Regions from separate parts of the Arachis hypogaea genome. Here region 1 is linked to region 2. The links are chromatin contacts, called in public Hi-C maps. All regions are on one chromosome and are shown on one strand. Each heading gives the region's core, a stretch centred on a gene start, on an enhancer-like site or on the middle of the called end of the contact. The rest is flanking DNA. Distances are from core to core; before and after follow the strand shown.

Evidence for each region. Hi-C and Micro-C count contacts between places; a contact is called where the count stands out from the background.
Region 1: a contact with region 2 is called in a Hi-C map of leaf, with 1.9 times the contacts expected there. The contact joins the promoter of LOC112792392 here to the enhancer-like site in region 2. A contact is called at or near these places in 2 of 8 Hi-C or Micro-C datasets (both in leaf).

What each region holds. Positions count from the first base shown.
Region 1 is chr1:6,157,923-6,161,103 of arahy.Tifrunner.gnm2.J5K5, reverse strand. It overlaps LOC112792392, which reads left to right and starts at 1,796. Exons shown (of 4, transcript XM_029297114.2): 1 at 1,796-2,024. The coding sequence starts at 1,946.
Region 2 is chr1:6,116,434-6,119,611 of arahy.Tifrunner.gnm2.J5K5, reverse strand. LOC112792385 (a long non-coding RNA gene) reads left to right here. Exons shown (of 2, transcript XR_003197421.2): 2 at 1,668-2,038. Among protein-coding and RNA genes, the nearest start is that of LOC112792385, 2.7 kb to the left of the region's middle. Within about 2 kb of position 1,736, at least 1 of the 3 cell types and tissues checked has open chromatin away from gene starts, as enhancers often do.

The DNA of each region.
Region 1 (3,181 bases), core at 547-3,046, 41 kb before region 2:
TGAAGTGGCACTTAATACTAACTTTATAAGCAATATAATAAAACTATATATAAGTAATATAACTAAATTTTATCTATATTTATAGTCACATTTTATAAATAACATAATCTAATTATATTTATTTTTATAATCAAAATATGAATAAAAATATAAAAAATTATCATGATGATTAATTTTCTTTGTTCATAATTTTTTTTATTATTTTTATTGTAAAAAAGTAATTATTTTAATAGTTAATTATTTTTTGAAAAAGATAATTGAATAACACAAAAATTTTTTTAAGAACAATTTATTTAAATATGATTAAAAATAATTGAATAATTATATATAGTAAAAAATTAATATTATTAAAAAATAAAATTAAAATTTATTTTAAAATTAAAAATAAAGTTTATTTAAAAATAAAATTAAAAATCATGCCTTTTTTTCTTTTTTCTAAAATTTATCTATGAATAATTCTATAAATATTTTATGATGAATAAAAATATTAAACTCGTACTAAAATTTATTTTTATTCTGTAAAATAATAAATAAACTATTAAAAGTTTATTCTCTCAATTAGAAAAAAATGATAAACTTCTATACTTCTATTATGTTATGACAATAATTTGGCCTTGTTATTTTTAAAGTTATGGTTGCACTTCATGGTTTTTCACTTTATCTATGAATTTTTGAATGTGCATAATAATAATAATAATAATAATAATAATAATAATAATAATAATAAAGAAGTATGTCACAGTAAAAGAAGAAGCACATCACTAAATAATTTATCATCTGAATTATATATGAATCAAATCGATAACAGGAGGGCTAATACAAAAATAAATAAATAACAGGACTAAGGACTTACAAAATCTTATATTTGTGTGATATATAAAATAATTACCATATTATTATTATTACATTATATATATATATATATATATATAGTCCAACTAATTTAAAGTAATTTTTTTAAATATTTGATTAAATTGTTCTTTTATTTAGTACTTTTTTTGGGACTTCCTCTTAATTAAAAGTATAATCATTATAATTTTTTTAATTATTATTGTTTAAAGTGTTCGTAAATCAGATATGACTAAAATTTCGATATAATCCACACTAAATTTATCAGATCGAATTCGATATCAACACTTTTTATATTTAGATCGGATATCAAATATATTTATAACATAAAAAATATTTAAAAATTTATTTTTAAACATATTTACTTCTATGAACACTTTTTATGTTTACTTTTTTCAAAATATTTTATAATTTTTTTAGAAATTTTTCATACTTTTTTTTAAATTAATTAATATTATATATATTTTCTTAGGCTACATCTAATTATAAAAATTTTATTTATTTTTAATACTTATATTAAAAATGACAACAAATTTAAATTAATAAATTTTAATTTATAATATAATATAATAATTATTTTATATATCACATGAATATAAATTAATTATTTTTTATATAAATAATTTTAGAAAAAAATCTAATAATTAATTTATTACTTTTTTTGTTTTAATCCAATTTAAATGTTTTTTATTAGTTTTGGAAAGAAAATCTTTTAAAAAATTTAATAATATGTAATGAGGAACACTGAATAAATTATAAAAAACTAATTAAAATGCACACAAAAATATCTTTAATAAAAGATAAAGTAAACATCTTTATTTGAGTGATCCCTATTAATTTATTATGTCTATATCTATATATATTTATATTTATATAGAAAATTAGAGTCATATTTTTTTGGTTATTTTGGTGAGTATAGTAGAACAATATTGAGTGTTATCTTATTTAATTTAATTAAGAGAAATTATTAATTTTTTTAAAAAGAAATTGAAGTAAATACAATTACTCATTTATAAGTTTATTATAAATAGATGATAGGACAGTTGTGTATTTATCTATAGACATCAAAGCTTAGTTAGGAAACTGAGGAAGATTGATGGCTTCCACTTCCCTCTTTTTTGTCTCCGTTTTGCTTATCTCTGCGTTCATGTGTTCTGCAAGAACCATACCAGAAGGTAATCTAAGCTTTCTTTCTTTCCTTAAGTTAAACCAAAGATAAAGACACCATCATCTTCCATGTATATATATAATTGATTTAATTTTCCGGTTAAATCAATTATATAGCTTCTAGTAAAATTTAAAATTAAATGTTTTAATTATTTTATTGATTTTTATAGTTTTACTAAATTTTTAATTAGTTTTTTACAATTTTTTTTTAAATTGAGTTTCTATATCGTTTTTAATTTTATAATTAGGTTTTTTTTATATAAAAAACGTTAAAATTAATAAAATATTTTTTTCAAATACATGTGGTCAAAGATCTAATTAGATTTTTAATTATGAATACCTTTAATTTGTGAAGAAATATTTAGTTAACTCTAATACTTTTTACCGTAAAAAAAATCTAATTATAAAATTAAAAACAATGTAAGAATCTAACTAAAAAAATATAAAAATTTAATTATTAAAAATTTAATAAAATTATAAAAACTAATAGAATAATTAAAAAAAAGTATTTGAGTATGTTTTATTACATGCACACTAATTGCAGACAATAATGCTAAGTCCTATTTTACGAGAAAATTTTGAGTGCCAACATTACAATCAACCTTTAATATAAGAAAAAAAATTTAAAACTCTTAAAAATAAGAAAATGATAAGAATATCTGAAATGAAAAAATATCGGTAATTCCAGTTCAATAATTAACTACTAATTTTTAGTAAATTTTATAATAGAGTTATTTAATAATACATTATAGTATTAGATGAAATAAACTAATATAGGATTTGTTCACTAGTATTACTCCTATTTTATTCCTTCACTGATGTTTGGCTCATTAATTTGAACAAATAATGTTGAGAGCTGGAAATTTGAAACGATTTTTGACAGGAAAACAAAATAGCCTATACAACACACCTCATGAGGGACCAAGGACTCGTGCTTTTCCTCCTCCATTAGGTGGGTCTTTTTTTTTGTTAAACAATTTATATTTTTCGGAAATTAAAAGAGAAATTATATCGTTTAGTATGTATTATCACATGCTAAATTTAATTACAGACTTCTTTAAATCTTTATTTTTGATGCATCTAATGTTAAATATAGGAACTCTAGCTTTTAGGATTTTGATAATTAATGTCCTAAGTGCACTGATTAAAATAAAATAACTATATT
Region 2 (3,178 bases), core at 487-2,986:
AACATATTAACTCTTATTGAGTTAAATTAACTCAAACTAAAACTAAACATCCAATTAAAACATACCACGTCACGAGGGGTAATTTACATGTTGAAATAGAGAAGGTTGGGTAGAACTCACCAATAATTTTATATATGTATATATTGATGATATAAATAATTATTTTTAAAAATAAATATAATTAAACGATTTTATAAAATATTTTAAAATGTATTAAAATTAGAATTTAGCTAATATGTATTTTAAAAATACAAGTTAAGGTTGTTAATAATAAAAATTTAAATATTTTACTTTAATAAATACACAATAAATACATTGAGAATTTAGATTTTGTATATTTTTTATAAATACTTTCTCAATTTATAATTTTATCAGGTACTTTTAGAGAACATATTTACTAAACCTTTAAAATTAAAATGTTTTAAGGTACATTAAAATTTAACTCTTTACATAATATAATTTATCATTATCATTATATATCATTACTATATGTATATTGCTATGAGAGTTCATGTTGCCTTGACAGCTGGAGATACCATTGAATTTCTACAATCTGTGCCTTTCTTATTTCCAAGTTATAAATTAATATATGCCTTGTTGCCAAATGACTGAACATAAACGTGGAATATCGTGTAGATGTATTCTTTAATCTTTTCTAATAAAAGAATGGACCGTCTAACTACAGTATTTAAACTTTTATTTGTCGATGAATTTATTAAATATTTATAATTTTATTCTTGAAATAATGCATTTGAATTAACATGTATAGATATAATGGTATACAACAACAAAGTAAGAATAAAACGATAAATTAAATTAAAATACGATAGAAACTTTTTAGTTTGAAAGAGTTAGAAAAGAGGAGATTTGCGGAGGTGTTATGAACGTTTCTAAAATTCTCATGAATATGGCAATTTAATAAAACTTTTTGAAAATAACTTGTTAAAATTGACTTTTAAAAAATATTTTTTTAAAGATTATAATATTTATATTTAATAAATCAAACTTAAAAATAATTTCAATAAGTATAAGTAATAATAATTGTGTTTATTAATAAAATAATTTTTAAAATTTTAAATGATCATATATAATATACTTATATAAATATATAAGAGTGAATTTTAAAATTTATAAATTTAAAAGATTGTATTAGACTTTTTAATTTTGATAAATATAAATTAACTTTAAAAATATACTTTTTGATATTTTTAAAAGTAATTTTAACTTTTAAAAGTTACAAGCAAAATCATATAATTTTTTTATTTATCATACACCTCTTAAAAAAGATCAAGTCTTAAACTAACAAAAATATTTTATATACATTAAAAATCAGTCATGCATTTATCACACATTGCTTCAGTGAAATTATATTAAACCATCAAAATGATCAAATTTGGCTTAATAGAATAATCACACACTTAATAAATGAATAATCAATGTTGCTTGTAATAGTATACAATTCCTACGGTACATGTGAACACACATAATATAATCACCTTTTAACTAGTCATTGTTTTCTTTTATAATTATTATTATGTATTTTATAAAAATACATTGAAAAATAAAAGATTTAACTAACCATTAAAAAGTTAAAGCACATATATAATTATATATTACCTCAACTGGGACATTTTGGTAAAATACATTTATTAATTTTTTAATTACAGAATATGAAGGTTCGGACACTGGTGGGAGGTCATTATTGACAATAAACCTTGAAGACTATGGTGAGCCAACAGCAAATCATGGGCATGATCCTGCTTTCAACAAAGCTGGTGGTAGAGAGCATTCCCATGTGGGAAGAAACCGAAAAGGCTGAGATTTTTATTAGCCATCTTATCATAAATATCTATTTATTATAATTATAATATATATAATTTTAAAATTTATTGTGACATGTTGTGGTGCTGGCAATTTGGAGTTCTATTAGTATGGTAGTGTGTATTTGAAACATAAATTTTATGGAAATAATTAAATTGTTTTGTGTCTCAAACAACTTGGAATAATGATAAAAAAATTCTTAGTCATAGTGATCAGAATTTTGAATTGATTTCTCAAATTCAAATTCTATCCTTTTGTGATTTTAAATAATCATATCTTTCTTTGAATGGGATTTAGATGGAAATTATTTGATTTTAATTTAGATGTACATATATAAAATGATTATTTTATTCCTAATCTATCTCTCTCATCTCTGTTTTTTTTTTATTTGACATAATAATTTATCTTTAGTTTAAATCAGTTCTATATGCTTAATTGAAATGTGTGTTTTAACGGACTCAAATATTTTTAGTAATGAGAATAAAAATAATATGAAAAAAATATAAAAATTAACTTTAATATATTTAGATATCTAAAATTTAAAGTCTAATAATTAAGATTCTTCTGATTTTAATTAACACATTTAAAGTATGTTAATTAACTCATTTAATGTTTTAGTAATGTTGCTTAATATGTTCATACTTATGCAAGATATAATATAATACAAAAAAATTATTATTCGTTAGTTGAAGAATTTATAAAAATTATAACTTAAAATTAAAATTCTTCTTAATGGAAGGAATAGTGATGAAATACGGCACAGGATTCGATGGTTCAGGAACCTTTGGATCACTTAGTGGTCCAAGTAGAAAACATGTTTTTAGAGTTTTTTTATCAATTGCTACGTAGTCCTTGAACTAATTTTAATTACAAATCAACCTCATATATTTTATTTAATTATAAAAATAGTTTTTATTATATAAATTATTATTTTATCAATTATCTATTATATTTATTAACAATCAAATACAAAAATAACAACCAATTATATCCTCCATTCATCCTAATAATTCCAATTGATTAAATAATTAACTTTGATCTCGTTACGTTCGTCCATGGCTTCCAAATCGTGTTTCCTTGAAATTCAATCGATTGGTTTTTCAAAACAATCGATTGGTTTACACTATATCACACAACAATCGATTGAAAGTTGTAAGGTAGAATGGTAAAAAGCTTATACCAATCGATTGTTTATACTTTCCAATCGAATGAATGCCTCAAAACAATCGATTGTTGTTGTTACGAAAACAACATGGATTTACCAAATACAATCGATTGGAAAGTGATGACATTGAAGTTTTAGCCAAATTCAATCGATTGGAAGGTGACGAAGTTGAATGTTTTGCCAATTTCAATC